2 separate regions of the Mus musculus genome follow, and region 2 is linked to region 1. Evidence: chromatin contacts called from public promoter capture Hi-C data. All regions are on one chromosome and are shown on one strand. The core of a region is the stretch at or near the end of the contact, and the rest is flanking DNA. Distances in the headings are between cores, read along the strand shown. Region 1 holds the start of Fam78b (family with sequence similarity 78, member B). Region 2 holds the start of Tmco1 (transmembrane and coiled-coil domains 1).

Region 1 (2,700 bases), core at 197-2,696:
CCAAGTCTCCTAGCCAAATGTAGTGGCCAAGTACACGGAGTCTAGTTCCGAAAGGGGACGGGAGGGCAGATGAAAATCTAGTAGATAAAAAAGTCCAGAACACGACCTCTCAAAGCTAGTGTGGTTCCAGGGCAGGATGTCCGCCCCTGGCGGCCGCAGAGCCCTGGCGATCTAGGTGCACCGCAGCTGCCAAACCCTCAGCGCGCTCTAACCGGCGCTGCTGAAGGAAGTTGGAGAGCTCCCAGCCAGCCGACTGGATAGGCGGTGGGCGCCTGGGAATCCCTTCCAGCGCCGCAATTAGGAAAGTTTTGAAAAGTAAAGACCCCAGACAGATGAAGTGTCTCATCCTTTCCTTGAGCCTAAGAAACACCTCGTGTTACACCAGGCTAGCACAAGGCCACCAGTTTCTCTTGGCCCGGGAGCATCCGGTGCCTTCCAGCTCCCCACCGCCCCAGAATTGGTCCTCAGGGCGCATAGCTAGAGGGGCTTTCTGCCCAGCTGGAGATTCCAGGCAGAGATGCTCCTTAGGCTCGCTGGCCTGGGAAGCAAAGGCAGAACCTCTAACTCCCATTCCTACACCCTGGACCTTCTCTTCCAAGCCAGCTTGATTTTCTCCAAAAGACGCACGACACAGCCCATGCGCCCCCGGGACTCCACTCCTCTCCCCAAACTTCCCAGGGAGACCCACAAATACAGACTGCGCCCCCAAACTCCCACGACAATCGCCAATCATCCTATCTTTGCCTCTTGTACCCTCCCAGTCGCGTTCTTCCTGCCCCTCACTATTCTCCTCGCCTCTCCGAGGAAGTCAGAAGCAAAGCACGAGAAAATGCCTTCGCGAGGAGCCTCCCGTCACCCGCCCTGTCACTGAAACAAAAGCGCAGGGAGGAGGGAGGTGGGTGGGGAGGCAGGAGGAAGGTTCGGAAAGAGATGGGGGCAACGGTAAGAGGGGTTGGGGAGGGGGTTCAGAATGGAGAGTGGAGAAAGGGGCCAGGACCCCGCTCCCGCGCCGCGTGGCGTGGCCGGTCGCTTACATGCCCAGGTCGCTGTAGGTGTTGAAGAACTCCATCTGGTTGCATGCCTGGATCCAGCCCACCACCCAGGTCTCGTGGCGGGGGATGGGGGGCATGACCACACGGGCCGAGGCTTTGAAGTAAGGGGTCTTGTAGCGCAGGACGATGGGCGAGGTCTCCTCGATGCGCGTGGGGCACTGGTCGATGGTGGCGCACACATCGTACACCACGATGTTCTCGCGCCGGATCCGCGCCTTGCAGGTGATGCTTTGGATACAGCCCATCCTGCCGCCCGGCGCCGGCGCGGCGCGGCGTGGGGCAGCGCGGGGGCCCGGCGCGGGCAGCCGCGGGCACCCGTCACGCCGGCATGGCGACGCGCCGCTCGCTCCCGGTCCAGCTCAGCTAGCGCCTAAGAGCGAGGAGCCGCCGCCGCGGGGCATCCTCCGGGGAAGCCCCCTCCCCTTTCCGCGCGCTGGGTCGCGGCTGCCCCGACGCCCGCCCACGCCCGCCTCCTCGCTCCAGCAAGGGCGCGCGGAGCGTGCGCTCCTAGGAGGCGGCGGGCGCTCTCTCCGGCTCCCGTGCCCCGGCGGAGGGCAGGGAGGGGAGCGGCGCTGCGAGGAGTGGTGCCCACCCCGGGCCGGAGCCCCCCGCCCTTCGCCGGAGAGGAGGAGGAGGAGGCGGCGGCGGCGGCATGGAGCTGCGGGAGGGTGGCGGCGGCAGCGCCCGGTTTGTCTGTTTCCGCGGCGGCAGCAGCAGCAGCCGCCGCCGCCGCCGCCGCTGCATGAACCTCTGCTGCACCGCGGCTGCCCCCCGCGTGCAGCGCACCCAGCGGCGGGCGAGCGGGCGGCCCGAGCGGCAGGCGGAGGCAGGCGGCGGCGGCGGAGTCCGTGTTCCCTCCCGCCCCGCCCTGGAGCCGGACAGCGCCCACACTCCCGCATCCGGCTGCGGGGGCGTGTGGGGGGCGCCAGGGGACCGTAGCCCCGGGCGGAGAGCCCAGCGGGCTAGGGCTACGGGGGACAAGCTCCGCGGAAGAGACTGGCTGTACGCCATGAGTTTGTCCCTCTTCGGCTGCCGTCCGGGGGGGGGGGTAGTGTGCAAGGGTGGGGGTGTTTAAAGGGCCGCTAGCTCCCGGGCGGGGCGCGGCACGTGGGGTTGGGCGGGGCCGGGACCCCGGTAGGTGGCGCCCCGCGGGTGATAGTGGGGTGTAGAAGCGGGACCCTGCTTATTGGGATGGGTGGGGCCGGGAGGGCGCGGCGCGGTTCAGAGTATAGAGGGAACCACAGTGGGGTACGGTGAGGCTGCGGGAGGAGAGATGTTGGAGAATCAGCTCCAGCTGAGATGTATCGTTGTGATATAGTTTGTTAGAGTTGGGTGTGACCTCCAGCAGTGCCACGAAATAGATTTACTACCTCGTTCACTGGTCCGCATTTTCCTTTAGTCTAGTAGAAGCTTTATTTTTTAATTTAATTTTATTTTTTTGCACCACAGTATTGAGAGTGAAACCTGAGAAATCCCATTGGAGGCTGACACAAAATCACCCCAAATGCCAGTGTTAGTCGAGGCACCAGCTCAGTCTACTCATGGCCTGTTTTCATATCACCCCTCCACAATCTCTGAAAATACTCTTATCAGAACAACACACAGTGTGTATGTGTGTGTGTGTGTTGGGGGGGGGGGTTGTTGGAGC
Region 2 (2,700 bases), core at 70-2,569, 310 kb before region 1:
AATCTCCATGTTTACGTGATTTTTCCTTTCCCTAGAATTTCCTCTCCCTCTTTTATCTTCTATCTACATTCTAACTAATCCACAAGGCACTGGGTCCATCTGTACCATGAGATCTTCCATAGTCTCTCACAACAGAACAGGACCTCTTCTTTAGAATGAAGACTCTGTGTGTGTGTGTGTGTGTGTCTGCCATGACCCCTTTCCCCTTTAGCTCCCCGCCCCCCCCCCCCCCCCCCCCGTTTTAGGCAAGGTCTCGACAGGAAGTAGATCCAGCCTGGAATGCACTATGTAGACCAGGCCTGCCCTATCTGGAGCTCTACCACACCCAGATTCCTTTTAGCTTTATTAAAGATGCTGCACAAAGGTCTTTGATTTCTATCTTTACCAAGTTAGAGTATGGTTTTGTTTGTAACATGAATCTCCCTATGTAGCCCACACTAGCTGCGAACTCACAATCATGTCCATCTCCTGAGTGTTGAGATTTCAGTTGCCCTAACAAGGAACACTGGCTTGTAGTATTCTTGGTATACTCCTCTCTTAGTTACTGTGAACATGCACCCATTGAACTTCCCGTGTTGAACCGTCCACCGTCTTACCATACTCACATTTTTTACTTTGTTTTTCCACTTCTGCCTTCAATCTCTTGTATTTGTCTGTCCTGTAAACCAGGACCCAGGTTATGCCTAAACAGTAAAAGCAACATGCTAATGAGAAATAAATGGAAATCACAACAAACCATCTTTAATTGTTAGTATTGGAGACAAAAGGATTTCGACATTTTGCTCTATACTTATCAGTAACTTTTTTCAAAGTCAGATCAACCCATGTTTTGTTTTGTTTTTTTCAGTGTATCCACAAATACGTAAAGAAAATCAGGACGTATGACTCCACACTACTCTCCTGCTTCTATAGGGGGATGAGCCCGGGATTTCTTGCAACGGACCACGCAGGCCGCAGGGAGTGAGGCTCCCGATCTTTGCTCATGGGGTGCGAGGGACCCCAGTGCCCTTCCACCCTGGGATTAATCAAACGTCCAAGGAAACAGCCGCCCTCACCCTCGGCGAGCAGCGCGGTGCACACGGAGATAAAGACGATGAGCAGCGTGTCTGCAAACATGGTGCTCATCTCGCCCGTCTGTCCCCGCGCTCCCACCCTCCGCGGGGGGAAAGCACTCCAGAGCCAGAGAGACCGGGAAGAGACGTGGCGGGACCGACCCTCGAGGAGCGCTACAACTTTGACAGCCCCGAGTCTACACTTCCGCTTCCGGGGCGCCGACCCGGAACTACAGGCTTCACTCCCGCCGTCTGGCCGCCATAGTCGGGAGAGAGCGGCAACGCGCAAGTCTCGGGGGCCGAAGGCGCGCGCCAGGCCCGGTCTCGCGAGAGTTGGAAAGCCAGGTCGGTCGGAGGATGGCGGTGTGGTGGCGGCGGCGTTGCGACCTCGGCAGTGCGTTACCTGCTCTCCGAGCCCGATCGCCTACCTCACACTAGAACCCTGTCACACGGTGGCTGGACTTCACCCGCATCCCCGCCTCCGTGGCCGAAAAGTTAGGCCACCGCGTGCGGAGCGTCAGGGTCTGGGGGCTCGCCCCGGTCCTGGGCTGGGCGAGCCGAGTCGAGGAGTCCTCGGGCGCTGGTTAAACCAGCCTTTATGATGCCGGGGACGCCGTTGGAGGAGAAGGGCTGCACAACTCGCTTGCTGCGGCCGGGCTTTTATTGGAAGGAACGGTGGCGCAGTCGAAGGGGAAGAAGTGAAAACGTTGAATTTGAGTTAGAAGTGTTTTGGGGGCTGGGCGGTGGTGGCGCACGCCTTTAATCCCAGCACTTGGGAGGCAGAGGCAGGCCGATTTCTGAGTTCGAGGCCAGCCTGGTCTACAGAGTGAGTTCCAGGACAGCCAGGGCTATACAGAGAAACCCTGTCTCGAAAAAAAAAAGAAAGAAAGAAAAAAAAAAACAGCCGGGGGGTTGGGGGGGGACGGACACGGGGATAGAAAAAGGTGTGGTGTGTAAAAGTAGGATGTCTTGAGAGAGCCTCATACACTCAGATGTCCTCCGTGATGGACTGTAAATTACCGTGTGCAAGCGGGGCGAGAAAATGACGGGAAGGCCTTGATATAAGAGCACTCGATTCCTCCCAATTCTCAGATCTGCTCTTTTTCCTCAAGAAAACTCAGAAGTCTTCCTTTGTGCGTCCTTGTGTTTTTTTGAGACAGGGTTGCACTATGGAGCCCTGGTTGACCTGGAGCACTCAAGAGACCCCCCTGTCCTAGCTTTCCATAACTGTGCCACCATGCCCAGTTTGACTTCCATTTTCTGTCATTGTTCTTCCAAATTTCACTGCACACAATTTATAAATCTTCTGTAGCATTACCTTTTTAGTTTCTCTTGCCTTATATTTATCCAGGACTCCTTTAATAGATATTAAATATATGTCTATTAAATAAAGATATAACTATAAATATACGTCTTTAATAGACATTAAATATATGTCAGGAACAGTACTGGGCCCTGTAAGATGGAGCAAGATAAGATTCCTTGGTTCCAAAATTCCCCAGGGAAATTGTACGCCATAGTAAGATAGAATTATAGCTAAAGTGTTGAGAGCGCAAGACCGATTCTTCACGGAGGATTCAGAAAAGCTTCAGAAGCCAGGCGGTGGTGGTGCACGCCTTTAATCCCAGCACTTGGGAGGCAGAGGCAG

Evidence for each region. Capture Hi-C pulls out chosen DNA fragments and counts their contacts.
Region 2: a promoter capture Hi-C map of liver shows a contact between it and region 1. The contact joins the promoter of Tmco1 here to the promoter of Fam78b in region 1. A contact is called at or near these places in 3 of 39 promoter capture datasets (cranial neural crest, hippocampal neurons and pre-B cells), 2 of 484 Hi-C or Micro-C datasets (Sertoli cells and embryonic stem cells), 2 of 115 datasets of contacts at active chromatin or transcription factors (astrocytes and large pre-B cells) and 2 of 9 other capture datasets (liver and pancreatic islet).

What each region holds. Positions count from the first base shown.
Region 1 is chr1:167,000,163-167,002,862 of GRCm38.p6, reverse strand. Fam78b (family with sequence similarity 78, member B) reads right to left here and starts at 1,446. Exons shown (of 3, transcript NM_175461.4): 1 at 1,035-1,446. The coding sequence starts at 1,297.
Region 2 is chr1:167,307,289-167,309,988 of GRCm38.p6, reverse strand. It overlaps Tmco1 (transmembrane and coiled-coil domains 1), which reads right to left and starts at 1,319. Exons shown (of 7, transcript NM_001039483.1): 1 at 1,056-1,319; 2 at 606-683. The coding sequence starts at 1,125.